Linked DNA regions of Mus musculus: all the other regions are linked to region 2. Evidence: chromatin contacts called from public Hi-C, HiChIP or PLAC-seq and promoter capture Hi-C data. All regions are on one chromosome and are shown on one strand. Each heading gives the region's core, a stretch centred on a gene start, on an enhancer-like site or on the middle of the called end of the contact. The rest is flanking DNA. Distances are from core to core; before and after follow the strand shown.

Region 1 (3,916 bases), core at 1,258-3,757, 750 kb after region 2:
TCCTCTGAGCATATGTGTGAAGGGGTGTCTCAGGGTTCCCCTTCCTTTAGAGATTATGACAAAGCCTGGCCCCTGATCATAACTCAACTGAAAACTTGCCTTCAGCAGACCCCCAAACCCCACATGGTCAACCAGGTAGGACTCCATCAGGTCTGTTTTTGCCTAAGATATTTGCTCTTCTGTTAGAACTACCCTGTTGGTCCTGATCAGCACTGTACATCTCAACGCCTATACATAACCATGATGAGAGGCAGTAGGGTAGGGAAGGTGGAGGCCTGATACGTCCTAGGTCCCCACATAAACTGATGCAAGAACAGCCACAGTACTCTACTCAGGCCACTGTTGCAACTCAATCACCCCATCTTACCCCCATGCAGAGGCCTCTCCTATCCCTTTGCAAGCAAGGTACAGAAATAAGAGACCTGCCTCCCAAGGCAAGGCTCCTTTCTCAACTGTGGGTGTTTGTCCAAAATTAGCAAGGCCCCAGGCATCATCTGAAGCCACTTCCTGAACCAACCCTAGCAGGCTACTTCCAATTGGGGCTCTGTGGGAAAAAAAAGGGGGGGTGGGGGTGGGAGAGAGTTCACATCTCTAAAGACAGGTTGGCCTTCAGTGCTCAGCTTTGAACAGAGCTGGCGGCAGGCAGATACCTCTTTCCAAGTTTTCCACAGCTCTAGGTCAGAGCTGAGCCCAAGCAACCTTCACGTGTACACACACCTGAGTCCCCCAAGAACCCAGGGGAAACGTACCTCGATTTGCATAACATCGCAACCCCACTCGGGCTCTCCAGAGAATAATGCGCAGGTCCTGGGGTAGTTCCCCAGCTAGCAACGGAAAGAAAGTGCTTCTGGTTGATTCCTTTCAAATTACAATTCACAGTGGCCACCAGCTGGGAGAGATCCAAATACAGTTTCAAAGATTTCTGGGCCACAGAAGAGCTTTCTGTCCTGACTCTAAATAGAAGGACTACCGGCAACCCCCACCCGTGCACAAGTCCAGAAACCGTGCTGGAATGTGACACTAAGAGAGCCACTAACTGAAGATTGCTCCCCCCCCCCCGCCCCCAGCCACCCCCCACTTCACATGAGGTGTGCAGTAGCCTCAGTCAGACCCAGCTCCTTCCTGTGCCATCTCTGGGGTCTCTGCAGTTTCGAACTTTCCTCCTGCAGTTTCTTGCAGATTTCATCGGGAGAATTCCAGATGCCCAGAGAGCCAGGCTTCAGTGAAAAAAAAAAAAATCAATAAATCAATGACCAGTTTACTCGTCATTCTGAACCACCCTCATTCTGCTTGCCAGAGGGCACCTTCAACTCAGTGTCACGTGTTGTCTGCTCCTGACCTGAGCCTGTGTTAGACCACTGGGTGATCCTGAGTCTGATCCGCTACTGTAGTCGGGAGGCCCTTCCAGAACCCTGTTTATCTCCCCCCTGGCTCCAGCGTCTTCCTTCCTGGGTGCGCAGGTCGTGACCATCTTGACGCCAGAGGTCTTAGAGTGCCACTCTGTCTTGGAGAGGAATCAAAGCCAAGAATCTGGACAAATGACTTCCCTAGGAACAGCCACCTGCAAGGAAATACCCTGGAAGAGACTTGCTCCGGAAAAGTGACTCAGGTCAGGGGCTTTTGGGGGCGGGGAGATCTGGGAAGTCCAGTTACCACAGGGACCTTTAGATGTTAAAGTACACTAAGAACCCACCCTTCCACCCTCTGAGGGATATATCTGTTAGTCTCCCTTAACAGTTAAAACTGATAAGAAAAAAAGGTTATATTCAATAATGTATAAATGAAGAGTTAGAAACAAGTCATGTTGTCTTCCCATTAGTTCAATACTAATGTGCCCTAAGCTATACCACACAGGAACCCAGCAACCCTTCTCAAACACCAGACTCACAGACACACATCCCAGCTCTAACACCACAGATACACACACACACACACACACACACACACACACACACACACTCAACCTTAAACACCAGTTACGCGTGTAGAAGGGAAAGGATTTTTTTAAATAATTTGATACATTGTGTTTCACAAAATTCACCAAAGGTGGTTGTGAGCAAAAAGCCAGCAGCCAATCAGATTTGTCTTCCTGGTTTGTTGCAGTCAGACTCCATGGTTTTTGCCTCTTTGCTCAGTCAGAAGGGGGATGCTGATGTTTTTTCAACAAGGATCCCTCAAGTATCTCATCAGAGGAAATGAGACAAACAGCCCACCATTCGCCAGAGGAACTCCAGACACGCATTTAAGAGCGACACAGCAGGAGAGCCAGATAGCTGTAGTGCTGCACTGCTAGGCAGTCCTGAGCCTAGCGCGCAGGAGCAAAGAACGTAAGGTTACCAAGCCCAGCACGGGACACCCCAACCGGCGCAGATAAGGATCGGGAGCACGCGAGCAATCTCCAGCCTCACCCTATCCCGCCCCGGTCCCAGGTCCGCAGCAGCCCCACCCGGAAGGTTCCCATAGGCACACAAACCCGCTTGGCTCGGCTCCCCAGCTCCGCCTCGCCCGGTCCCAGCTCCACCTAGCCCCGACTCTGTACCGCCCAGTCCCAGAGCCCGCCCCTTCTGGGTCAGCCAATTGTCACGTGACCGCGGGCGTATCCGAGACTGCCTGAGATCGACGCTGTCTACCACCAGTTCCTCCTCAATTTCGAACCGCCCTTGTCCCATGGCGCTGGAGCCTCCCGGGTCAATGTGAAGTGACTTCTGCTCCTGATCCCAAGCCTGTGCTGGCACCTCTGGGTGAACAGGGTCAGATCCCCGCTCGTGACGTTAATGAAGCCCTGGTCCTTTAGGGGCTCTGTGGAGTTACACCCCAGGCCACCCCCTTCCGAGTTCTGACAGATTCGCTGGAGCTTCAGAGAGTGGACCTACAGACAGAAGGATTATTTGGGTCTGGCGGCTCAGGGGAGGAGGAGGGCTCGGGACTGGGGCCTCAGGTAGGGGCTGGCCTGGGCGCTCAAGGAACGAGCCTGCTGGAATCGCTCTGCCTTCCCTACCAAGGGACTGAGGACACAGGCCCATCTGTATCTCTGTCATGGCCCTGGGGACCCTCTTTTTGGCATTGGCTGCAGGCCTGAGCACTGCCAGCCCACCTAACATCCTGCTGATCTTTGCGGATGACCTGGGCTATGGGGACCTCGGCTCCTATGGGCACCCCAGTTCTACCACCCCTAACCTGGATCAGTTGGCTGAAGGTGGACTACGGTTCACAGATTTCTATGTGCCTGTGTCTCTGTGCACGCCATCTCGGTGAGTGAGGGACCTTTGCCCCTCCCCTCTCCCCTGGCTCATCCCATTTCTGTCTCTCTGTGGGTATGTCCACCATTCTCCCTCTTCTCTCTGGGTTCATCTCTGTGGGACTCGCAGATAATGGATTCTGTGGTTTGTACTACAGGGCCGCCCTCCTGACTGGCCGGCTCCCAGTTCGATCAGGCATGTACCCTGGAGTTCTGGGGCCCAGTTCCCAAGGGGGCTTGCCCTTGGAGGAGGTGACTTTAGCCGAAGTCCTGGCTGCTCGAGGCTACCTTACAGGGATGGCTGGCAAGTGGCATCTTGGAGTGGGGCCAGAGGGGGCCTTCCTGCCCCCGCATCAGGGCTTCCACCGATTCCTGGGCATCCCATATTCCCATGACCAGGTACAAACCAGCCGGACCCTCTGCTGCCCCCCAACACACACCCAAGCCCGCATACCAACTGTACCCTAACCCGTAGCCAGTCCTCCCTCACACTAACCGCTCTCTGCTCTCCCCAGGGTCCCTGTCAGAACCTAACGTGCTTCCCACCAGACATCCCCTGCAAAGGTGGCTGTGACCAAGGCCTTGTTCCCATCCCACTACTGGCCAACCTGACAGTGGAGGCCCAGCCCCCTTGGCTGCCTGGACTGGAGGCCCGGTATGTGTCTTTCTCCCGAGACC
Region 2 (3,839 bases), core at 529-3,028:
CTATTAAACTGGTTTTGTTCACTAACAAACATCTACTTTAGATTTTCAAATACAGTTATTCCAGAATTTAAATGCAAGTATCTTCTAAACATGAGTAGAGAATTTCCACTTAGGTTTGAAAAACAGACACCAACACTCTAACTGGTAGACATTTTCTTCCGTAACTTATAAAGCCAATTCCTCACTGTGGACTTTAGTGCACGGAAACTTGTTGTAACTGTATCCTGCACATACCTTGTTTCTGGGTTGCACCTTCCTGAAGAGCAAATACAGCAAGTAGAAGTTGCCAACGCTGAAGAGAAGATTGACAAATCTGAGCACCCCAATGGAGCAGATCACATGCTCAGACCATCCAAGGAGCCAGCTGGCAGGTTTGACCACACCGACCGACACCAGATACAGGCCAGGTAATGTAGTGATCATAGGATCCCACTTAGAAAGAAAAGACCACCAGTCAAGCACAGCAAGAGTTATCCCATTGATATAAAATGCCAAAAAAAGATAAATAAATAAATAATCAAGTTTCATTTGTCCTAATAATGAAGAACTTGGAGAGGATCGTCTATGACATAATTAATAAATCCTGGCAGACTAGACATCTCTTAAGTTTTATTTTTAAGATGTAGTGTGTGTGCCATGCACCTGAGTATACTTATTTGCAACATCTGCATGCAGGTACCCGAGGAAGCCAGAAGGTGGCACTGGATCCTCTGGACCTAGAGTCACAGATGGTTGTGAGCAGCTCACTGTGGTAGAAAGAAGTCTGGTAGCCTTCTCCAGGACAACAGCAAGAGCTCTCAACCACTGAGCTACCACCCCAGCCCCATTTTAAGAACGTTTTGCTCCCTGTCTCAAATCTGTCTGCCATTATTAAGGTGACAACAACCAACAGACAGTAAGTTATTCATTTCTACTTCCTAAGGCTTGCTCTTTAGAAAATGCATATTCTGCGACTAAATTGTCCAGGTCCCAATTTTACAAACTACCAGGCAAACAATAATGAGAACTCTGGTGGATCTTAAGATTCTTTGCACTGTGCATATTTCTGTAGTCAGATATGTATTTTTTTAAATGATGCAATCTGACTAGTTGCCAATTTAATCCAGACAACAGTAAGTTTCTACGACCAAGAATGAAGTTAGAATAAAACTATCAACTTTTGGGGGGCCCTAAGATCCTCCACTCCGCGTTCAAAATACCGGGTGGAAAACCTCATAGGTTAAGCTTTAGGTAGTTTTTAATGCATGTTCAAGGGAGCACCTGCATGTCTCTAGTGCTAGGGCTTAGTTAGACAAATCGGTCAACTGCCAAGAGGAGCTATCATCTTTATGCATTCACCTAACAAATATGCCATAATCTCGAGGCTAGGTACAGTCACTAGGCAGCTCCCTTCACGGTTTAAGTCTGGGAGGGCTGACGGGGAGAGGAAAGGCACAGGTTGGGAGGATCCGTCCCGGGGGCAGGGCCAGCAGAGACCAACCTGCGACAGGGAGAAGCGGCCCTCGCAGTACCGCTGCGCCTGCGGCAGGTGGAAGATCTCGTCCATGTACGGCTCCCGCAGAGCGCGGCTGAAGGCGGAGAAGAGCAGGCAGGACACCAGGAAGGTGCAGCTCAAGGCGGCCGAGAAGTAATAGCCCTCCAGCTGCGCCATGGCGGGCGGGCGGGCGGGCGGGCAGCCGCGTCCCGGGCCCAGCCCTGGGCAGCCCGGAGCGCCGAGCCCGGAACGCGGGCTCAGAGGCCCAGCGCTGCGGGACGAGGGACAGCAGGGAACAGGACGCAACGCAATGGATGCTGGGAGAGCGTCGGACGGAAGCGTGGGGGGGGGGGGGGTCACCGGTTCCGGAGTGGAGCATTTATGCAACGACGGGACGGTTTCTCTGTCAATCACTGCTCGCAGCTCTCAGAGTGGCCAGAGGCTGAGGGAGGGGCGGGTCTGGGCTCGGGCGCGGGAGCTGTTGTAGGTGATGCTGCCGCCGCCGCTAGGCTCTGGAAAAGAAGGGTGTCTTGTGTTGTCTGTTGCTCTCCAGAAGGCGATGAGTGGTCCCAGCTTTCTAACCTCCAAGCTCCCAAACTGCATTCGTTTGCGGTTATCCCTGTTCTCCATTGCCAGTGAGATGAGACGCTAAAACCATCATTACAATGCTTTTCCTCTCATCGTCTCTGGCTGATAATGAAGGTTGATGCTTTTTAGATGGAAACATACAACCAGCCCTTCGCTTCAGGGCGACTTTCCCTTTTGAAGAATCTATTCGTTTACAGGGCAATATTTTCCTGGTGCCTGGTGAGGAGTTGGGGCATTTGTAGGTGAGGAACACTCCTCCGTGAATATAATTTTAGTTGCTATTGCCGTGAGTGGTGGCTCACACTTGTACTGGCCCCATTTGAGAGGCTGAGGCAGGAGGATTGTTCCCAGTTCTAGATCAGCCTGGGACACTGTAAATGTCGTCCTTAAAAATAGGTAATAAATAGTCATTAATATCTGTCTCTGTTGGAGTACGTTTCCCTTATGCATCTTAATGTGTGGTGCGATGGAGTATTTATGTGTGTAGTCTCAAAAAGTGCTCACATGTATGAAGTTGAGGGCTACGGAGACTTCAGATAACCCCTTTATTGTGAGATTGGAATTGAGACTGACGGTGGAAGATATTTGAAGAAAGCTGAAGACAAAGTATGTTTTCAGCATGGTTGGTGATGCTTTGTAGGAAAAGCTTCTGGAAAATTCGGGTTGATTTTGCCAGCAGCACATCATATAGCAGCTGAGATTGCTTTTAAATTGTCAACCTTGGAATCAAAAGAAACTGGGTATTCTACTAGTTCTCCTCGACTATTAGAAATAACCAGAATTAAATTACGTTAGGATTCATGATGACGTTTCTTAACTCCCTCCACCCTTTACATCCTCTTTGATTACAGAGAACACGTTACACTTACCAATTTGAGACCATTCCCAGATAATTTAGTCTACAATTGACCTCAGGCCCAGTGGGCTTGCTCAATCATGGCCAGTGCATACCATAGAAGCTTCTGGCCCTTGCTAGATATGATGGATAAAGGGAAGAGCACAAGGCTGCCTTCCTATGCTAGACATTCTCGTCAGAATAATTGCCACTAAGAACTTGGTTGGACATCCAACTCCTTTTATATGTGCTCCCTACTCTCCTTAGTTAACTGAAACGTTTCAAAATTTAAAAATGTAAGGTTTCAGAACTGCCAGGTACCTTTTCTATTAATTTAAGCTTTTTTTTTTTTTTTTTTTTTTTGTGGAACAAGATGAAGATAGTAATATACCTAAAATTATGTAGAAGATGGCTGTTTACTGGGAGTTGTAACTATAGTCTTATGGTTTATAATTTCTACTGAATTGAAAGTGCTTCATCATTTGCAGTTTAAATTTATATCTCATTTCTGTTCCCATCAGCCAAGTAGAAAAATGTAAAACTTTATTATTAGAGTTTTGGGGTTTTTTTGTTGTTGTTGTTTTTTTGTTTGTTTGTTTTGTTTTTGTTTTCGGACAGGGTTTCTCTGTGTAGCCCTGGAACTCACTTTGTAGACAAGGCTGGCCTCGAACTCAGAAATCTGCCTGCCTCTGCCTCCCGAGTGCTGGGACTAAAGGCGTATGCCACCACGCCTGGCTTGGTTAATGGTTAAAAGACTTTTTTTTTTTTTTTTTTTTTGAGTGGGAATCCACTGATAAATTTGCTCCCTATGCAGTGCTCCTAGGAAAAACCCAAAATAAGGCCATTGGTTCAAAAAGTTCACTTTATAGACAGATAATATCAAAATGTGCTGGACAGGATTGTAAACACAAAAAACCTAAAGTATAAGCTCTCTCTCAATAC
Region 3 (4,006 bases), core at 1,495-3,994, 770 kb before region 2:
TCTGCCTTCTTTGTGCTTTTTCCCCCCCTAAAAGAACATCATTATAAAAGTATGAGAGTCCTAGCAAGATGTGTCAGGTGCCTTCTTTGTGCTTTTTCCCCCCCTAAAAGAACATCATGATAAAAGTATGAGAGTCCTAGCAAGATGTGTCAGGAACCTGGTGCCCACATGATGGAAGGAAAACCAATCCCCAAACTTCCAAATGTTGCTGTCTGATCCTATGCATGTACTATGTCTGACGCGTGTGCACACACACTGACATATGAATTGATGCCAAAATGAATTTAATGGAATACTGTTGCTAACTCCTTAGCATAACGTTTGTGTCTTGCTAATTCTTTACCATAACAACACCGAGAGAGGCCGTCATCCTTGGCAGATGATGTCTGAAGTTGGGTGCAGTGTGTGTACAGCTCACATGCCAGAGCTACAGAGGGCTAAACTGTGCTGAAGTACGAGGTTGTAATCCATTCGTTCTTTGCTCGTGAGGTTTAGGATTGTGTCTTGGCTTTTATAGGGACGCATTTAAGAAAAAAATAATAATCTTAAAAAAAATGAGAAGAAAAAACTCAAACAGGGACGCCTAACTGATTCGGATTACTGTGGAGTCCGTCGTCCCAAAGCCTTCTACTGTAACAGTTTGGAGTGGAAGCTGTAAATGTCAGCATAGGACGGACAATGGGACTTAGTGTTTTCTCCTAGTCAAAAAAAAAAAAAAAAAAAAGGAGAGTGCACCATTGTACTGAGAAGTTCAGCTGAGATGGGCCTATAACAAAAAGATAGGATGAGAGATCTTCCTTTATGTCCGTCAGCACAGTGGGTTTTAGCCGGCAGCTCAGCCAGAAGGTTGGCTGGTGCCTGTGTGTCAAGTGAAGCTTCTCTTCCCCGTTGCAGATGATGCAGTGTCTGAAGCTGGGCGCTCTCTCGCGCACCACGGCCAGCACCCAGATGAACGTACAGAGCTCTCGTTCACACGCCATCTTTACCATTCACGTGTGTCAAACCAGAGTGTGTCCCCAAACAGATGCTGTGAGTTCATTTTTCTTGTTTCTTAAACATTTTGCCTTTAGATCAGTACATCCTATGCACCTCTGGAGAGGCGTTTGATCCAGTTTTATTTGATTTTATTTGATTTTTTTTCTTCCTCTTAGTTTCCTTTTGTTGTTGTTGTTGTTATTTATTTAAAGGAAGCTGACCAATTGTGTAAGACTTTGGAAAACAAACAAAAATACTGAATATCTGTTTGTTATGACCAAGTGGAGGGGTCATCCTCTAGGCTCTTTGTGGTTAGGGCTGTTTTGTCTATTTTCCTTCATCAGCAGAGCCTTAGTTCAGTACAGCTGGAGATTGCTGTCCAAACTTTTTCTCTGATGTTTTCATTTATGCTTGCATGGCTATGCCACTGTTTCTCCAGCTGTGCAAGGGGGCAGATGTGGACAAGGTTACAGGGTGTTTGATGTCACATTAATGAGGAATCTTCGATTATCTTCCGCCATCCCAGGAGAACGCAACTGATAATAAGCTGATCTCCGAATCGTCGCCAATGAATGAGTTTGAGACGCTGACGGCGAAGTTTCACTTTGTTGATCTGGCGGGATCGGAAAGACTGAAGAGAACCGGAGCTACAGGCGAGAGAGCAAAAGAGGGCATTTCCATCAACTGCGGGCTTGTAAGACCACAAGAGACACGTGCCCTCTCTGCTGTCCCTCTCTGTTTAGCTTGGTTGGTTTGGTGATCATTAAGTAGTGCAGGCTCGCCTCACAATGATTCTCCTGCCTCAGACTTTGCCATCCTGGAGTTATAGACATACATTATCAGGGCCAGCTTCCTTTTCTCTACTGTATTCACAATATATCTCATGGAAATCCTCACTGTCTTGAAGGCTAAAGCAACAGTAATACATTGACCTTCTGACCACACTGTCTGTTATCCCACCCCCACGTCGCGGGCTTTCTTATGTCTTAGTTTGGCTCGCTCAACCTTTCTAGTATGTGCAAAAGCTGACAGATGGGAACAATGTTTTTAAACTTCTTTCCACACTTGAAAACATACATTCAAAGCAAGCCCTTAAAGTTAAGTATTTCCTTGGACAAGACACAAAGGTCACCTTGGTTGACATTTTGTGACACTGGTTTTATTGACTGTGTGGATCATTGGAAAGCTTTTTAACAGTTTATTTTTATTATGTCTTTGTATCTCAGAGTCTGATCTATTTTGTTGGAATTTTGTCCAGAGTCCAGAGATTTATCCATTTTTTTTTTTTTTTTACAAAATAGTTTGTATTAGGAATTAACTTTAATGCTCTGCCACCTAGTGGTATTTTGATAGGCAAACGCCTTGTGGTTGAGTTAGCAGAAGGTTTCATTATGTGCAAGAAAATATTTTAGAACACTCTTTTGCATGCCTTTCCTTCTTGCTCTCCTCATTATAGTATTAGACATCTGTTCCCGTGTAAGGAACAGCACTGCTAAATTCCTGTAATGGTGACACCTGGTCATATGCTTCTACTTGGACCCTTCTTGTCCTGCAGTGGGACCTCCAAACTTTAGGGGTTTTGTTTGTTTGTTTTTAACCAGTGCCCATTGATCCCAGTATGATTACATTTCTGTTAGGAACTGTCCAGTGAAGCTTATTAGAGAGACCCTAATCTCCCAATATCAAGGCCCTCATGGACAGGCTCCCTCGTAGTCAGGCCTGAGCCCTACACTTTGAATGTTGTCTCGGATGGATTAGGACACGTGTCCCGAAAGGGACAAAATCCATTGCTCAATTTCCCGTCGAGGCTGTTGAACTTTGGTGTGGCCAGTACTGAATTCCGTAGATTCTGGAAAAAGAGGCCGAGATACAGTATGACTCATGCCACTTGCTGGATGGTGACTTGGCCCTGACAGTCCGTGTTTCTGGTTGTCTCGTGACTGAAAGCTGATATGATTAGTGTGGGGAATGCGTTCCTCGTGGAGTCCAGCCCGTTCACGGCAGGAAAGTATAGCTATAGAGATATTAATGATTTACCTTTTATAACGTTGGATATTGAACACATATCATGTCATATATATATATATATATATATATATATATATATATATATATATATTTCTAAAGTATTACTTGTGTAGTGAATCCTTGCTCAGGGAAATGACACTAATATTTTCCTTGTGGCTATGAGAAGTATTAGCCACATAGACCATTTGTATTATAGCAGGAAACTTTCAAGGAGCTGGGGACTTGCTAAACGTTTGATTTAAATTGAGAAAAACTCATAATACGAATGAGTAGTTCCCTGAAGATGTAACCTGAGCTCCAGGCATGGTCAGACTTAGTCAGTCTTTAAACATTTCTGTTTTAAGGGAAAATCTCTGGACTCTAAGGGCTATGAGTAACACATGTGTTACTGAGCTTACTTGTATTTGGAAATACAAATGTGAATTAAATCCAAACACGGGGTTCTTAATTTTTATCTTGTTTCCTACAGGCTGTCCTTATTAGTTAAAAGCGCTCTAGTTAATAAGCATATGATTTTCCCCTCTCTCCTTTTCTCTGTCAGTTGGCTCTTGGGAATGTAATCAGCGCCTTGGGGGACAAGAGCAAGAGAGCCACCCATGTCCCTTACAGAGACTCTAAGCTGACAAGACTCTTGCAGGATTCCCTTGGGGGTAACAGGTATGTGTTCATCCGTGTTCTAGGTTTAGATTGCATACAATTTTTAAGGTGTTATCTGTAAGATGATTTATAAGAACTGCTTTTATTTTAAAGCAAATGAATAGGGCAAAAAAGTGACAGATACCTAAAATGTGTAAATCATTTTATACATAATAATTCTGGTAGTACTTATAATATTCTTTGGGTAGTGCTGATATTACTATTTTATTGACGAGTTAAAGTTGGGAAAGTTTGGTGATTTATTGAACACCGTATAAGTTTTAAAGGAAATCAGCAATACATGCTTGTTCTACAGTAGTGTAGCTTCTCATTTGCATACAGGAGAGGCCACAAGAATTTTGTTGGT
Region 4 (3,884 bases), core at 549-3,048, 950 kb before region 2:
TTAGATAGCTATAACATCAAAATACACCAATAAATGGTCAAATTACAGCTTTCCCTTCCGTCAAAGGCCTGTGACACTAACACCTATTCGTTATAGTTTAAGCTTTATGCACAAAGAGCTCTGTGGCCATCTGCCGGCATCCGTGGGTTAATCTACATATGACAGTAAGGACATGCATAATTAACGTGTCAGGTTCCCAGTTCTTTCGCTGAGGCAAATGATATGGATAAGACAAGTCACCTTTCAAGGTCTCCCCCCCCACCCCCCCTTTTCTCCCAAAGCAAGCTGTTCTGGAATAATCGAGAAACAGCAGGAGCTTGACCCAGATGGACAGCTGGCAGGACCAGAGCAAAGCATCTTTCTGTGGAGCTTTGTGAACTGAAGCATCTCTTAATCTTAGCTTTAAAAAAAAAATCATGTATTTATAGTTTTCCTTGAGCGTTTAGATCACATTCGGCTTGGAAAGAAGCTAGAATGTGGGGCTGAGAATATCCAGGCGTCTCTCGCAGGGCTCGCTTTCGCAACCTGTGCCCTCTAGCACATATAGTCTTCTGCCCAAACAGGAACTTTGGCAATATTTGGATTAGAGACATTCATTTTTAAATAAGAAAAAGCAAGTATTTTTTTCTGCTATTTACGGTATTCATATCCACATGTGCCTTAAACACACAGGCTCGTTGATGCTGCTTATGTTTTTAGGAAAAAAAAATGCTTCAGGTTATATTTAGAGACAACACATATAGCTGAATGAATTGTTTGCTTTTGAAAGTGTAACTAGTAAATAGAATTAGAGCTAGTGTCATTGTTCTGTTTCAAGTTTTTTGAATAATTATGCATATCCGTGGAGGCATGAACCCAGGGCTTCATGGATGCTAGACAAATGTCCCACCTTGAGGACAGATACACAGCCTGATGGTCTATTTTAGATAGGGAAAAGAGGTGAGGTGGTGGTAGCAATGCATGCTTTCAATCCTAGGATTTGGAGACAGGGCAGGCAGATCTCTGCAAACATGTGGCCAGACAGAACTACACAGTGAGACTCTCGACTCAAAACAAAGAAACTAACCAACAAAAACAAATATAAAGCAGGCCAAATCAAAAAGGTGACTGAAAGGCCCTCATGACTCATTAATCTACAAACACTTCTCATTTCCCTTTGAACACTAAAGTAAATAAATGTTTTTGTTTTATAACTCCAATGACACTTGTACCAATGTCTTCCTTTATTGTCCCAAGAAGGCTCTTCAGTCATCTGATATATTGGTTTTGTTTCTGTTTTTGATTTGTCATATACAACAAAGTGGAATCTTTAGCAACAAATCAGGAAGTTTACATAGTACACATATTTTTAAAAATCGTCTATCATGGCTCTATTAACTTATTCTTTATATGTTGATTTTAGATCACTGAACTAGCAGGTTATACTGCTAGAGTATACAATATGTTCTGGGTCTTCGATGAAGTGAAGAGAGGCATTTATAAGAGAACTGTCACTCAGGAACCTGAAAACCATAGCAAGCGTGGAGGTAACCTGGAACTACCCCTCAGCGACACCCTGGCCATCAAAGGTAATTAACTTCAGGCTTTGGGTTTGTTTTGTTTTATGTTTGTTTGGTTTTGTTAGTTATTTTTGACATGTTCATTACAGGTTGTTGTCATTTTATGAAAAGAACTAAAGGTTTCTTCTTTAGGAAAGAGCTTTTAGTCGTGACAGGAAACTAGTATTTAGTTCTATTTAAACAGCAGTATCTGTGTTTAGTGTTGCAATTGGTGTTGCAATGATGAATAGTGGAGCCCTAAAGAAACAGGAAACATTCGCAGGAAACTGTTTGCAATGGGTTTGCAGACAGCACTCATGGCTGAGTGAACTGTCCGCTTTTAAATTTTGAACTCATAAATAGAATTAGTGTTAGTGCTATATTGCTTCTCATTACTCTGTGTTTCTAAGTGTTTATCGTGTGCTGAAGTATATCGTTTCTTGATTCCTTTCTTGGACAGTGTATATTTTTCTCTTGTAGGAAGTAAGGGAACAGAATAACTCTAAACAATGTGACTAAATTATATCAGATATAGGTTATATCTACTAGGATAAAGATATTGTTATTTGATTATAAAATTATTTTATCTGAAAGATTTTCTAAATAGATTAAACTATATAGGTAGATATTTAATTGACTTCATGTATATTTTTTTTCTATGACTTACCGGTGTGAATTACTTTTATAATAGAGTTTGCCCATTCTGTTGTATTATTCTTCCAGCTAATTAAAAGAAATAATGATATAGCCTTTGTAACTTAAACTGTTCCTTGATTATAGGAACAGTTATTGATGTGGATCATGGAATCATTTGTGAAAATGTTCCCATAATTACACCAGCGGGCGAAGTGGTGGCTTCCAGGCTAAACTTCAAAGTAAGATGATATTCAAGAAACTTCTGATTGTTGGCCTCACACTAATAGAGAGCAACTCAGAGTTCATGTACCTTATGTTAAATGCTCGGAGAGGAGCGTGTGGAAAGGGGAAATCCGAAAGGTATGCACAGTGGCTCAGCTGCAGAAGCAGTAACTCCCTCAGAAAGCAGAGTAAAAAGAGAACCATGATCTCCCCTGCTTCGGTGTCAGATTGAAAATCAAATTACAGCACACTGAGAGACAGTCAACAAAGCTCTGGGGCACAGGAACTTGTTATCTGGGAGTGAATTTTAACTTTTTATACTGGTTGATGAGAAATATCTAGTACTATATACTTTTACATGCTTTCTGAAATATTATCACTCCCCAGAGGCCATTATCAAATTTAGTTTTACTTATACGTGTTTTCTAACTTTAATTTTGACTTTAAATGATCAGAAGATTCATGGATTCAACTCTAGTTTTTGATTCTGTTGAAAATAATGTATTTAATATCCCATATCTTAATTATAAAACAAGAGTACAAAGACACTTTGTAAACCCAAGGCCCTGGTTTTAAAGCTTCTTGAGATATATACATTATACTAAGTATAAAATGGCTAACATGCTGTTAGTTACTTAGTAGTAGTAGTAATAGTAGTAGTAGTAGTAGTAGTAGTAGTAGTAGTAGTAGTAGTAGTAGTAGTAATGACATGAGCAACTTAGTATTACTTATGTCATTGTGTCAATACACAGACAACTTGAAAGGAAGTATTGAGTTGGCTCCTGGGTTCAGATTTATTTGGGATTAAGCTATCTCAAGGCTTTGGGAGTGAGGCATAGCTGAACATCTGCCAGGAACAATATGAAAGGAGGGTCCTTACTGCAAGCTGGGCAGCAAATGCAGAAAGAGAATCTGTGTTAGGCCAAGGTATGTCCCAAGCACACATCCTACTTCTTCCAAGTAGGACTCATGTCCGAGACTTTCCGCCACCTTCCAAAATGTACCAGAAATTGGAGACTTAGTGACCAACACGCAATCCCATGGAAGACATTTCAGATTGAAACTGTGTGAGCTATAATGAAGGCATTCGAGCTATGTTTAATCAAAGGCATAATCAGGCCCCATTCAAATTTATGAGCATCACAATACTAATGATTTTGGAGTCGATCTTAGCCTAGGCTCACTTATTTGAGACATATTTGTGATCAAACAGGCTTACTGGAAGTTGAGAAGAGAGGCTGGGATGCATTGAACACAGGGAAATCCTGTGCATAAATTGAAGAGGAATTGTTCACTCGGGATTTCTTATTTGATTATAAACCTGTAGAATAGTTTTATTATTAGGATATGACATGAGTGCCTGTTAGCTACTTGTTGCAAATACTATTATAGTTTAGCAATTTAGCAGGGGGTGTAGCTAAGGGGATAACGTGCTTACCTGGTGTGCAAAGCTTGAGTTCAGCCCTCACCCTGAAAAACCAAGTAACA
Region 5 (4,036 bases), core at 1,385-3,884, 720 kb after region 2:
CATGGCCATTGACTGTCACCTGTCCTGGGGCAGCAGGAAAGTCTTTCAAGTAAGCGTAAGGATCTAGGACCACAGATGGGGTCACAAAGACCTTTCCCTATACTCCAGAGCCCATCAAGAAAGTATCCCATGAACAAATTCCCATTGATCCACAGAACTGGGGGAGTTGGAAAGGGGCTGTGACACCCACCTTGCCCCCTGGACACCCAGGAGGGGTTTAGTACCCCCTCAAAAAGAAAGTGAATAGAGTCAGGCCCTATACTCTATATCTGGGAGTAGGTCCCAGATGCAAAGACACTATACAGGTTAAGTGTACCCAGGCCACAGGGCCTACCTAGTCAGACAGATCTGAGCCAGCTTCACCGGGCAGTCACAGCAGGTGACTCAAGCCCTCTGCCTCACCTGTAAAATGTGTAGCAAATCCCTCCTGGAAGAGAATTCATGAGCTACCTAATTTTGTGTTCCTTATATAGAGAACTTCTTGCCCTCTCAGAGCCAACACATTGGATGCTTATTGGCTTCCCTGCCCTGCCCCCCCCCCAGCCCCCAAGCTTCTAACAAGGCTCTCACCCCTACACCAGCCAATATCTGATTAAGCTGCAACCTATCACTGGACCAGCCATGGGCATGGAGCCTGTGCCCACCCAGCATGCCCAGCTCCAGCTCAGGCCCTGAAATCAACTTGGGGGGAAAAGCAGGCTGGGTCAAGCCAGCATGGGGACAGTCAGTGGCCATGGGGAGTCCCCTCCAGGGACTGCCTCCTTACCTTTGTGTGTAGCTTTGCAAACTGCTTGTCATCTATGAGGTTCTGGGCATAAACTCTCCGCTTGTATCGGAACTGCTCAGATAAAGAAAAGGTGGGGAGAAGACTACCACACAGGCCCATGTGAGCAAGAGGTGGCTACCACCTCGGGCTGCTTGCCTCCCTCCTGCCCACAGTGTCACTCCCGCACAGCCATGCAAGTCCCAGACACACACGTACAGAGTGGACAGAAATGAAGTGACAGCTACTGACCACCTACTACCCAGAAACGATGGGCAGTCCAGAGAAGTACTTGGCCAACTAATGGCCTGGTGGGCCCACAGCTCAAGTCAGCTTCATTTCCACCACTGGGACCTGGAAAACTCTACTGCTCTCCCAAGATCTGAAACTAAGCTTCTCCTAGACACTTCCACTCCAAGTAGAAATAACCCAATTCCTGGTGGAAATTCCATGAGGGTCAGACCAACTTTGACCTTGGTGTATACACACACACACACACACACACACACACAGGACGAGCCCTTCCTATTGAGACTAGGTCTCCGTCCCTATGGAATGGCACTCAAATCACCTTTATATGTCACAAATGGTGTTAATATTATTTTGGGCTAACCTCAGAAGACATGGGAGTGAGTGGCAAGAGGAGGCAAATGTGCACACAAGTGACACTGTTCGCACCACATGACCCCTAACGCACTCACTCTTAAACCGCTCGCACCACACACACGCCCCGAGTGCAGTGCATGTGTGGCATGCATGTGCTCATTGTGTGCTGTCCAGATTGCTCGCTGCAAGCGCTCTACACACGGCGCTCACACTGTTTCTCCATGCTTAAGCTGCAACACACCACTTACCACACAGGCAGCTTGCACTTCACCCTGCCCACTGCACTCGAGGTGTACCCACCTCGGTCTCTCAGCACACTGCTCAGGCTGCACACAGCCCCCCACCGCGCCTGTCGCCAACTCCTCCCGGCCTGCCCTTCTACTGCTCCAGCCACGGAGCTCAAAGATCACACCCTGAGCGCTCCATTCCACCCCCACCCCAGTCGGCCCAGCACCTCCAGATAGGGCAGGGGCGTGTCCAGGTTAGGCGGGTAGTCCTGTAAGAGCCGCTCTTCATCCAGGAACTTGCCGGCGCGACCCCGGGAGGGAGGCTGGAATAGCCCGTAGTTGAGCGCGTCTTGAAGGCTATGATTGAGGGCGCAGAGCACACGCTGCTTGGCGGCCCACACGGGCGCGGTTGGGTCCAGACGCAGGCACTTCTGCAGCGGAGCGAGTCGTGAGCCCGGACCTGCGGGCGCAGGGCCCCGCGCCCCGGGCCCCGCTTTGGAGGGCTAGTTGGGGAGCGAGAGCAGGGACCCCGCGCCACCGCGCAGAGGCCGAGGCCCCGCCCCGGGGCTGGGCTTCCAGGGCCCCGCCCCGGCGATGGGGAGGGTCCCGCGGAGGCGGCGGGGGAGGGGCGAGTGGCCACGGCCGGGGGTCCTGGCGCAGGGCGCGCCCGGCGGGGGTCACCGCTAGCGGGCCACACAGGGGTACGGCGAGATCGCAAAGGCTCACCGTTTGTTGCAGGTCCGGGATGCCGACGCGCACGACCACGGCGCTGGCCCCGGGGCCGTCCATCCCGGTGCTAGCGCCCGGGCCCGGACTGTTCCCGGCGGAGAGAGGAGCGCACGGGGACTCCGCGCGGCGCCCTGGCCCCCCCTGACCCCCCGCAAGAGCCCCGCCGACCGCGCTACGCGGGAGGGGGCCGGGGGGGGCCGGGGCCGGGGCCAGCGCGGGGGACAGCGGCTCCGGGGGCTCCGCAGGCGCAGCGGCGGCGGCGACGGCGGCACGGTTTAGCTGCATCGGCCCCGGCTTCGAGCGGCGCCTGCCTTCCCCGGGGGCGGGGGCGGCGGGGGGAGGGGGCCCGAGCCCGGAGCGGAGCGGAGGCGGGGAGGGGGCCGCGCCGGAGGCGGGGATGGGAAGCCCGGGGCCGGGAAACTGGGGTCCCCCGCGGGGTCGGGGCGGCGTGGGCGTGTGGTGCAGAGGGCGGGGGCCGGGGGCCCGCGCCGAAGAGGGGGGGGGTTGGCTGTCGAGGGGGAGTGGCTGACACAGCGGGGGGATGGCACGCCGCGCTTCCGCTGCAGGCGAGCGTCGCAGACCACCGTACTGGGGTGACGGAGGGTTCTAGAGCTGGGTGGGGAACGCGTCGGGGCAAGAGGACCCACAGGCCGACTGAGAGGGAGAGACAAGCAGGAAAATTGGTGACCCGGGGTGGAAATCTCCCCAGTCTGCCGACCCCACTCCAGACCCCAAGGAGGTGGTGGGGTCACCCGAGCACGGTGCTGGGTGGGAGTCGGAGGGCTGCAAACCCCAGGCGCGAGCAGGGCGGAGCTGCAGTCCACGGGAGCTCCCCCCAGACCAACCCTTCTAACCGCGCCCAGGGTGTTCCTCTCGGCCCCCACCACAACCGAGTTTGGGGAGTCTGTCCGGACTCTGCGGGCCTCCCGCACCTTGGGTAGCCCAACCTTGCAGCTGGTCGCCCCCTCCCCGTCACCTTAGCGACAGCAGGCTGGGGGCGCGACCTACGAGGAAAGGCTTAGGGGAGGGGGCGCCACTAGTCTCCACCTGCGGCGGGGAACTGAATTTTAGTTTCACACGTTGTCGTGGCAACGCGGGAGGGGGTGACGAGTGGGCGGGGAGGGGAGCGCTGCGAGTGAACCAACTCAGGCGCCGCCCGCGTGGCGTGCCAGCCTTAGCCCGGCGCTGCCTCGGAAGTGCCCAACGCACGGGGGCCTAGCTCCCAAGGCCCAGAAAGGTGTAGCCCCTGAATGGATGAATTGCCCTACTCGGTAGTGTCTACTGCCTTCCACTGCACTCTCCCGCATACCTAGACTTACACCTCACCCCCTAAAGGCCCCAGAGAGCCACTCATCGGTGGCGGCACAAACTGGACAGCTTTTGTGGAGCAGCCTGGCCGGGAACTCTGCCAGTGGCAGAAAGCATCCCCTTAGCCACAGCCTCTCCTACCTTCTCCGTGAGCAACCCTGGATCGCCCACAAAACTGGCTATTCCTGCGCATCCCAGGAATAACCCTGGACTACCCTGGTCCTATACACGATAGAGCCTCCCCAGATCCCACCCCCTGACCACCTGGGTCACCTCAGAAATGCCCTCACCCCACACAGAACAGTGATTGGCTTAGACTGCCCCCCCCCAGAACAGCCTGCACTCCCCCACGGATCCTCCACTTTCCCAAAATGTTTCATGACTCCATATAGGGCTCTCTGAC
Region 6 (3,678 bases), core at 1,074-3,573, 770 kb after region 2:
GTGTACACCGCCAGCCTGCTGCCTTTGTAGCATTTTATCAGTTCACAGCTCCTGACTTACACACCAGACTGTAAGACCACCAGAACAGGGTCGCATCCACACTGCACTGGCGTACTCCCATGGGAACATCATCAATAAGATGTAACAGAAGAATGCATCAACATGGAGCGCTGGTGATTCACCAAGTCTGTACCAACCCCGGGGTCTTTGGCATAGCCAGTCCTTCTGCCAGCAATTCCTTTCTTCCACACCCTCCTACCTAAACCCATCTGCCTGGTTCCTGCTAACCTCGGGGTTCTGTGACTTAAAATTTCCTCTGGGAAGTTTTCCTGGTTCCCTCCGTCTGGACTGGATTCCCGTCCCCATCATCACACTCTGTGTCCAGTTGGAACGGGGCCACTGGCATACTAGTGATCACTATCTCTCACTTATATTCACCCTCCCGCCCCCTCCCTCCTTCCCCCCCTAAACTGAGAGTTGGTGGGGTGGGGCTGCTATCTGGCTCTGCTCAATGCCTGTAAAGCACCCCCCCCCCCACTTGACACATGGCATTTCCTCAAAACAAGCAGAAATGGAAACATATAGACAGAAGGGCTGAAAGGGAAAGATTTTAAAGGGAGATGAGCTAGAGAGGCCACAGAGGTTGAGTTTTGGGAGAAAATGGAGGGTTTAGAGCTTTGTGGGGAGTGATCTAAAGAAGGAGCACCCAGGCACACCTCCTCTTGTGGCACTATGCTGGGTAGATCTGCCAAATAAGAGCCTCTGAAGGGCCTACGGCGTGTTAGGAAAGAAGACTGGCACCAAGGGGCCATCAGCAAGAGCAGAGGATTTTTTGCACAGCAGCTGAACTCAAGACTCCCTAAACCCACAAGCATGCTAGGGAGGCTGAGCCTGTGTGAACCTCCTCCATACTCAGACCCTACACACCCAGCCCCTTTCCCCACCTTCTCACAGTGGTCCGAGTCGTAGCTAAGGCCCAGGCCACAGTCGTCCGTGATCTCAGACAGGTCTTCATCATCAAATTCTTCCAGGCTTATGTCCTGGGGAGGCCTGAAGAGGAGGCCAGGGTCAGAAGGCCACCTGACCTAGGCTCCTGGCCTGAGAGCTGATCCTGAGGACATTGGTGGGAAAGGTCCAGCTCCCAGGGCCCCCAGCTCCCATGCTAAAGCCGTGTCGTTTTTTGACCCCAGGCACTGCTCTCCCCTGGGTCCCCTCCTCCACCACAGGGAATGAGCCCAGAGGAGGCATCCCTCCACAAACCCCTCCCACTCCTTTTCAGCTCAGCTCCCAGCCCCTGTGGGTCACAGCTTCAGCCTCAGGGGAGATACCTTGAACCAACGGGGGGGGGGGGGGGGAGGGGGGGGAGCTGCGACAACAGGAGAGGGAGGGGTCCAGCTGTTCCCCATCCACTCCTACACAGAAACAGGCCTACATCCAAACATCCAGCCCCTCCAATCCCAACTTCCCCATCTCACCCCCAGAGCTTCAAGCTTGATTTCACTCTCTGCCGTCCTGGGGGGAGGGGGGGTTGGGAGGGAAGAGGGCTAGGGGCAAGGCCCTAGCCTTTATGGAAGGAGGCATAACAAGGCCAAAAGGACACTGGCAGGAACAGACTAGGTGCTGAACACCCTGCCTAAAATCCCTCAAAGGGTCAATCGAGAGACCGCACCCTTGCTAGGTCATCGGTCCTGGCTGGGTGCGGTTCGGTATCCCAACAAGAAAAGTGAATGTGTATCTCTGTGTGGGGGTGGGAAAGGGGGGGGGTTGCCATTGGGTCTGCGCGACAAGGAGCAAACACCGAAGGACCCGGAGCCCAGGGTGGGGGATGGGAGCATCAGTCAGAGGCCTGCAAACCAAGGAGGCGCCCTGGCCTGGGTAGTTGAAGTCGATGGGGTGGAGTGGCAGGCCGAAGAGACCTACGTGAAGATGAGACCCGCCGAATGCGTACCTGCAGCCGGGAGGCGACAGCGAGTGAAAGGTGGAGAGAGAAAACATCTCCGCGCGATCCGCCATCTTCCCTGGAACCGCCGGCCGGCAGCGAGGGGGAGGGGTGAGGAGCACCGCGCGCCCTTGGTGCTCAGGCTCGCGGCCTCTGTCTCCCCACTCACCTCGTGACACGCCCTGCGACACCCGTCGGCGACACACCTCAGCGCCCTGCCAGGACACCGCGGCAGCAAGCCGCGCCGCAGGGGTGAGGGGAGGGAGTGGCGCAGGGCGGGGCCTGAGGTGGGGGCGGAGGAATGGGGGTCGAGCCGAGAAAGGATGCGGGATGCGAGGTGGTGGTGGTAGCGGTGGTGGTGAGATTCTGGTCGGGAGAGCTGGCGGGCGGCTTGCGTGGTCCTAGCGTGGAATAGGCGAGAAGGGATAGGTGGAAGCAGAGACACGCTGGTAGACCAAAGGTTTCTGCAGGAGCCGAGAGAGGTGCGGGGGAAATGGGTGCGGTAGACCCAGGAGCCAGGACCAACGCGGCCCGGGAATGCGCGCCTCTGGTTACAGCGGTGTGCAGTGCTCCTGGGAGGTGGACTGCTCGTGGAGGGGTGATGGGCGAGGACTTAGGAACAGCGTTCATGCCCCGGCAAATTCGAAAAGCAGAGTTGGTCAGGAACCCACCAGACCTCCTAACCCACCAGACCTCCTAATCCACCAGACCTCCTAACCCACCCAGACCTCCTAACCCGCGCTAGACCTACTAACCCGCTAGACTTCCTAACGGGTGGCAGAGGGAGCTGTCCACCCGAGGGTGCTGATCAGAGCTCGTCGGAGCTGTTCTCCACTGGGTGCTGATGAGGTCAAAAGAAACTTCTCCTTAAGATTTGCTGACTCCAGCTATTATCCTGACAGTGCTAATGGAACCGGGACAGTGACTCTGTCTCAAAGGATGTGAAGAGGTCTGGAATCAGAGTCCAGCATTCAGAAGCCAACATTGAACTTTCTCTGTGTGGTACAGACTTGAAGATCCTGGGCAGAGATAGTGGTGGACACTAGAAGTTGAGGCTATGTTCATCAACTGAGCAGCTGTTTCTTGGGGCCACCTATGCTCTTGGCTCTGTTTTGAGTATGGAAAACCTCCAAGTTGAGGCATAGGCTTACTAAGAAGTTCTGTGTAGAGAGGCAGGGCAGAAATGGAGCCAATTGTGAAGTGAGGCAGAAGATCAAAGTAGTGATGGACAAGCTAGAGAAGAAGGGGTAGGGAGCCTCACACTGGAATTAAGTTTTGAAGGAAGAAAGAGACACTAGAGTGTTACGGCTGGAAATCACAGAGCAGAAGGGACTCAGATAGTCAGGTGAGACACCCTGCTCAACCAGTTTCTTAATTTCTGAATTGCCAACGAGTGTGACTTCTCCAGGCTTTCTCGGAATTCACTGGAATTGTACAACCCTGAACTCATCTCAGACTATAACCCCACACAAGCCTCTCTCTTATCAAATGATCACACCCAGATTCCAAAAGCATAGACAACCCCGGGAGGGGTTACCTCCCACTTCTCCTGTGGGGTTTCTCGTTGGCTCCAAGAGCACAGATTCTCCAGACTTAAGATCTAAGAGTGGTTACCCATCTTCATTTAGCCACCAACGTTCCGAACATGAGGCAATTATTCAATGCACCAGAACTCAGTTTCTCCATCTGAATAAAGGTCCTGTGACACACATAAACCCCGGGCACAGTGATTTATTAAC
Region 7 (4,164 bases), core at 472-2,971, 750 kb before region 2:
TGGCATTCATAAAAGTCTGCTGCAGTTTATTTGACTGGACTTTACTGCCTTTCTTACTGGCTTTTACTTCTCACTCCAAAACCCAAACTGTGTTCTATGCATCTTTCTATTTCAAATCAGACTTTCCCATTCCAACGTTAGGTACGCGAGGTACGTAGGACTACTCAACCCCAGGTATTCATGTAACTCAGCAGGAGTGACCTATTTAATAGACAGTAGTGTAGTTTATTGTGTGCAGGCCCTGGGTAGTTAATTGAATGATAAGCCAAACTCATGTGAATCTATTCTCAAGAGACTTTTAGTTCAGTGAGAGTGACAGATCAAATAAATAATCACGTAAACAAATAAAAACGGGAAATTACTTATGAGGAAAAAAAACCCACTTATATTCTTATTGTTCTGAGTATTAAAATATATGTAAAATAGGGAGCTGGAGTTAAATGTTAGAATTTAATAATAACAGAGCCCAAATGAGGTCAAATTATTTACTTATAACCTAGAAATAGGCCCCAGTACCAATCAGGAAGTTCTTTAATGAAGCAGACTGTCTAACAAAAACAGTGGCAATCATAAAACTCTTTCTAGAGGAATTTTGTTTGGAAATATTGCTTTATTTGAATGTTCTTTTTTAATCCTAATGATTTTAAAATTCCACTGTAACACAGACCATATGGGTTATTTAAGATTTGTTGTATTAAGGCTATTTTGCTTAAACGCAGGAGTCTAGTGAGCCGAAGTGTAACTTCTGTGCATAGTTTGTCGTGCATGGTAAACCCAAGAGGGAGCAGAGTGATTGGGATTTTCAAAAATTCACTCCCTGTCCTCGGCCACCTTCACTTAAGACTCCCAGGGCTCAGTGACTTTAGCCCTGACTATTGTCTCGTATCATTGTGCGGTTATGTCTGTAGGCATCGGGCAACTGGAGAAGTCGTCAGGCTTTTATGGTGAAACTTGTGGTAGACCCTAGACATTTTTTATTCAGTCAGAGCGCAGCCTGAACTTCAGACAAGTTTTGGAATCGAAGACCAACTCTGTGAGAATAGAACGCAAAATCACCCTCTGCTGTGCAAACGCCCTAAGCGGCAGGGGAACAAAAAGAAACCCAGAAGTGATGGATACAGCCCATAGAGGCAAGCTCACCGTGGCCATGGTGACTTTGAACCTTTAAAATTATTAGGATACTAGCAAGAATTAGATTAAGATACTAGCAGTGAATTTAGATGGGGAGTCAGAACTTCCCGTTTTGGATTCTTTTTCGTTTAGATTGTTCTGCGTTGTAATTAATTGCCTACTCCTGTGATGTTAGTTTGCTGTCTCTTTAGATCTAATACTTCACTCTAGGACCTGTTGTCAGTATTTCTAGAAGCTAAACTTTCTTTAGTCATGTAAACTTTTACATGGTTGGTCAAGTGGTGATATTGGGTTCTCTTTAATCGTCAGACAGGGCAACCTGGCTTAGCTGGGTGATTATCTTTTCATTTTGGGTTTTACAAATTGTTGATTTAAAAAAAAATCTGAGGAAAAAAAATAAAGACTTGCCCCTTGTTCTTATCTCATATTCTTTCTTTCTGTTTTTTAAAGTGTTGCCGGGAAAGACGATAATGCAGACACTGACCAGGAGAAGAAAGAAGAAAAGGGTGTTTCAGAGAAAGAAAACAATGAGCTAGACGTGGTGAGTACCGGACAATAAACACGAATTGAGTTGTAGTCATTAACTTAATTATGCGAACAAAAGGGAGGTGGTTACCATAGCCACGGTTCCCTCTTTGCCCGAGGACTTTTCTCCTCAATTGTGAACTTTGTGAAAATTGTGTATTCATGCAGATAGGATACCATGAGAGATAAAGAATTTTTTAAGGCAGTTATTGTGTAATAATCTGAAACTCTGTTAAGTGATTTTTGAACTAAAGGAAAGCAAAATCCATTGTCTGTGGAGGTGGCTTGGTGGGTCCCCTGGCATCCTTGGAAAAGCTGGGCATGGCCTGTAACCCGAGCTGGTGTGTCAGGGCAGATGGTTTCTGGGAGTTCGCTGAGCAGCCAGACTGAACAAAGGAGCAAGTTTAGATTCAATGACAGGCCCTGTGGAAGGGAATATTGTGGAAAATGTTAAACATCCTGCTCTGGCATTGGCATGTATAAACGTTTGTGCACACACCCACACGTGAGCATGCACACACAGACACACACACATATACAGAGAGACACAACACATATACCACACACACACATGAACATGCACAGAGACACACACAGACACATACACATATACCATACATACACATAAGCATGCACAGAGACACACACAGACACAGACACACACACACACACACACACACACACACGACACATGAGCATACACACACACACACCACACATGAGTGTACACACACACACACACACACACACACACACACACACACAGTCTTGTGCTTCTGTGGTGTGTGCTCCAGCATCTCTTTTACTGAGATTTCCTTGCCAATGCTGTGCTATTAATGCTTCCCATTTTAGGAAGAGAATCAAGAAGTGAGTGACCACGAGGATGAGGAAGAGGAGGAAGAGGACGAGGAGGAAGAGGATGACATTGAAGGAGAAGAAAGCTCTGATGAATCAGATTCCGAATCTGATGAAAAAGGTACTGCCCCCTTAGCACGAAGACAGAAAAAGCATATTGGGAAGCTATTTAGGTTTTAGTAGAAAACTCAATATTTTTGATTTCCTCACCAATGAAAACAGTCTTCATGACTTGTAAGACCACCCTAGCCTCATGCATGCTCTAGGCAAGAGAGCTGTTCCTTTCTGTGCTAGATTTGGTTGTTATGTGATTTCCACATGTCTTCAGTATGCGCAGTATCTGCTATTGGCCAGTGTGAACAGTCTATCTTTTTTAGACTATGGTATGTCCAGAAAATTTTCCCACAAGGCTGCTGAGTGACTTCTTGAATGTAGATAACAGCTTTTCACTCTTGTTTTGGGCCGTGATGATCTTTCAGCCTACTTTCGGGCTTTTCTTCTCTTCTGTGGATAGCTAACTATCAAGCCGACTTAGCAAATATCACCTGCGAGATTGCGATTAAGCAGAAGCTGATCGACGAACTGGAGAACAGCCAGAAACGGCTGCAGACCCTGAAAAAGCAGTACGAGGAGAAGCTGATGATGCTCCAACATAAGATCCGGGACACGCAGCTGGAGAGGGACCAGGTGCTCCAGAACCTAGGTGGGTCTCCTGCAGAGTCTCCATCCTTACTCAGGGCGCTGGAGCCCAAAACCTTAGTCATTAGTAAATGTCCATGACGTAACAGAAATGAGCGGTGACTTCTGAGGGCTCCGGCATCATTGTGTCCCAGGAACTGGGTGTTCCGAGTCTCTAAATAAATTCTTGTGTCTCAAAAAAACAATGCGTTTACTTCCTCACCCCCAGGCTCGGTGGAGTCATACTCGGAAGAAAAGGCCAAGAAAGTGAAGTGCGAATATGAGAAGAAGCTCCACGCCATGAACAAAGAGCTGCAGCGACTGCAGACGGCCCAAAAGGAGCACGCCAGGCTCCTCAAAAACCAGTCTCAGTATGAAAAGCAGCTCAAGAAACTGCAGCAAGACGTCATGGAAATGAAGAAAACCAAGGTACCTCGACTACTCCTGCTCAGCTCCGATGGCCACGGGCTGGATGTCTTGGAACAGAGCTGTTCTTGTGGTTCGTTCCTGAGTCAATACAAAAGTAGCCCATAATATTTACGGCCGGTTTAAGATGTGAACAGATGCTTCCTGGGTCTGTCTCTCTGATCGATCTTACTCTCCTTCACCAAGAGCACAAGCTAATCTCTAGAGTTTGGTGTAAAGGTCTCAAGCACGGAGGAACAGGGGACTGTGGGAATGCTTGCATCTGTTTCTATGCAGGGATCGATTATTGTTAATCGTGTACCCAAATCAAGTCGTCTCCTTACATAACCACATGGAGATGTTGGAAGACGTGAGGAAATTATGTTGTACAGTCGCCGTAGTAGCAATAGCCATATCTATTAGGTTGTTCCCTTTACTACGCTCTTGTATAAGCACTTTCAGGTGTCAACCTGTTGAGTTTTCATAGTACACAAGGATATTGTAGGTGAGAAAGTCAAAGCCTACAGAGGATATATAACTTGTTCAGGCTCACACAGCTACTGATAGTAA

Evidence for each region. Promoter capture Hi-C pulls out the DNA fragments that hold promoters and counts their contacts. A called contact is a pair of places that touch in the nucleus more often than the background predicts. HiChIP or PLAC-seq counts read pairs in DNA pulled down with a chosen protein or histone mark.
Region 1: a Hi-C map of CD8 T cells shows a contact between it and region 2, with 12 times the contacts expected there. The contact joins the promoter of C230037L18Rik here to the promoter of Alg10b in region 2. A contact is called at or near these places in 5 of 39 promoter capture datasets (the 3T3-L1 cell line, 3T3-L1-derived adipocytes, the C10 cell line and 2 more), 5 of 484 Hi-C or Micro-C datasets (CD4 T cells, CD8 T cells, Th1 cells and 2 more), 6 of 115 datasets of contacts at active chromatin or transcription factors (the SCID.adh cell line, astrocytes, embryonic stem cells and 1 more) and 1 of 9 other capture datasets (embryonic stem cells).
Region 3: a contact with region 2 is called in a promoter capture Hi-C map of liver, with 4 times the contacts expected there. The contact joins the enhancer-like site here to the promoter of Alg10b in region 2. A contact is called at or near these places in 9 of 39 promoter capture datasets (the 3T3-L1 cell line, 3T3-L1-derived adipocytes, cranial neural crest and 5 more), 1 of 484 Hi-C or Micro-C datasets (cortical neurons) and 9 of 115 datasets of contacts at active chromatin or transcription factors (embryonic forebrain, embryonic hindbrain, embryonic stem cells and 4 more).
Region 4: a contact with region 2 is called in a promoter capture Hi-C map of liver, with 3 times the contacts expected there. The contact joins the enhancer-like site here to the promoter of Alg10b in region 2. A contact is called at or near these places in 12 of 39 promoter capture datasets (the 3T3-L1 cell line, 3T3-L1-derived adipocytes, the C10 cell line and 7 more), 6 of 484 Hi-C or Micro-C datasets (the 3T3-L1 cell line, adipose-derived mesenchymal stem cells, bone marrow-derived macrophages and 3 more), 6 of 115 datasets of contacts at active chromatin or transcription factors (T-cell acute lymphoblastic leukemia, acute myeloid leukemia, astrocytes and 3 more) and 1 of 9 other capture datasets (adipose tissue).
Region 5: a contact with region 2 is called in an H3K4me3 HiChIP or PLAC-seq map of embryonic stem cells, with 6 times the contacts expected there. The contact joins the promoter of Shank3 here to the promoter of Alg10b in region 2. A contact is called at or near these places in 2 of 39 promoter capture datasets (hippocampal neurons and stem cell-derived epiblast-like cells), 2 of 15 datasets of contacts at CTCF or cohesin (large pre-B cells and pro-B cells), 1 of 484 Hi-C or Micro-C datasets (embryonic stem cells), 5 of 115 datasets of contacts at active chromatin or transcription factors (astrocytes, embryonic stem cells, pancreatic cancer cells and 1 more) and 1 of 9 other capture datasets (embryonic stem cells).
Region 6: a contact with region 2 is called in an H3K27ac HiChIP or PLAC-seq map of embryonic stem cells, with 3 times the contacts expected there. The contact joins the promoter of Mapk8ip2 here to the promoter of Alg10b in region 2. A contact is called at or near these places in 3 of 39 promoter capture datasets (embryonic stem cells and stem cell-derived epiblast-like cells), 1 of 484 Hi-C or Micro-C datasets (pre-hematopoietic stem cells) and 1 of 115 datasets of contacts at active chromatin or transcription factors (embryonic stem cells).
Region 7: an H3K4me3 HiChIP or PLAC-seq map of neural tube shows a contact between it and region 2, with 8 times the contacts expected there. The contact joins the enhancer-like site here to the promoter of Alg10b in region 2. A contact is called at or near these places in 7 of 39 promoter capture datasets (the 3T3-L1 cell line, 3T3-L1-derived adipocytes, the C10 cell line and 4 more), 1 of 484 Hi-C or Micro-C datasets (cortical neurons) and 9 of 115 datasets of contacts at active chromatin or transcription factors (the NIH/3T3 cell line, cardiomyocytes, craniofacial prominence and 6 more).

The regions. Positions count from the first base shown.
Region 1 is chr15:89,474,843-89,478,758 of GRCm38.p6, reverse strand. It overlaps C230037L18Rik (RIKEN cDNA C230037L18 gene), which reads right to left and starts at 2,507. Exons shown (of 5, transcript NR_077233.1): 1 at 2,474-2,507; 2 at 1,340-1,500; 3 at 1,112-1,217; 4 at 750-889. Arsa (arylsulfatase A) reads left to right here and starts at 1,335. Exons shown (of 9, transcript NM_009713.4): 1 at 1,335-1,609; 2 at 2,104-3,251; 3 at 3,397-3,637; 4 at 3,754-3,916. The coding sequence starts at 3,037.
Region 2 is chr15:90,222,250-90,226,088 of GRCm38.p6, reverse strand. It overlaps Alg10b (asparagine-linked glycosylation 10B (alpha-1,2-glucosyltransferase)), which reads right to left and starts at 1,778. Exons shown (of 3, transcript NM_001033441.3): 1 at 1,481-1,778; 2 at 235-432. The coding sequence starts at 1,651. It overlaps Mir7648 (microRNA 7648), which reads right to left and starts at 1,729; the gene lies at 1,677-1,729.
Region 3 is chr15:90,991,364-90,995,369 of GRCm38.p6, reverse strand. Kif21a (kinesin family member 21A) reads left to right here. Exons shown (of 37, transcript NM_001109040.2): 5 at 895-1,029; 6 at 1,502-1,669; 7 at 3,545-3,660. Among named protein-coding and RNA genes, the nearest start is that of Gm52216, 35 kb to the left of the region's middle. Within about 2 kb of position 2,744, at least 60 of the 459 cell types and tissues checked have an H3K27ac peak or open chromatin away from gene starts, as enhancers often do. A contact at or near this core is called in liver, where this site is marked.
Region 4 is chr15:91,176,760-91,180,643 of GRCm38.p6, reverse strand. It overlaps Abcd2 (ATP-binding cassette, sub-family D (ALD), member 2), which reads left to right. Exons shown (of 10, transcript NM_011994.3): 4 at 1,403-1,568; 5 at 2,319-2,413. Among named protein-coding and RNA genes, the nearest start is that of Abcd2, 13 kb to the left of the region's middle. Within about 2 kb of position 1,798, at least 42 of the 459 cell types and tissues checked have an H3K27ac peak or open chromatin away from gene starts, as enhancers often do. A contact at or near this core is called in 3T3-L1-derived adipocytes, acute myeloid leukemia, adipose tissue and 4 more, where this site is marked.
Region 5 is chr15:89,498,206-89,502,241 of GRCm38.p6, reverse strand. Shank3 (SH3 and multiple ankyrin repeat domains 3) reads right to left here and starts at 2,634. Exons shown (of 22, transcript NM_021423.4): 1 at 2,323-2,634; 2 at 1,824-2,027; 3 at 767-838. The coding sequence starts at 2,610.
Region 6 is chr15:89,452,556-89,456,233 of GRCm38.p6, reverse strand. Mapk8ip2 (mitogen-activated protein kinase 8 interacting protein 2) reads right to left here and starts at 2,323. Exons shown (of 12, transcript NM_021921.3): 1 at 1,949-2,323; 2 at 945-1,050. The coding sequence starts at 2,013.
Region 7 is chr15:90,970,133-90,974,296 of GRCm38.p6, reverse strand. It overlaps Kif21a (kinesin family member 21A), which reads left to right. Exons shown (of 37, transcript NM_001109040.2): 13 at 1,582-1,672; 14 at 2,509-2,632; 15 at 3,026-3,214; 16 at 3,419-3,618. Among named protein-coding and RNA genes, the nearest start is that of Gm36618, 56 kb to the right of the region's middle. Within about 2 kb of position 1,721, at least 22 of the 459 cell types and tissues checked have an H3K27ac peak or open chromatin away from gene starts, as enhancers often do. A contact at or near this core is called in neural stem cells and neural tube, where this site is marked.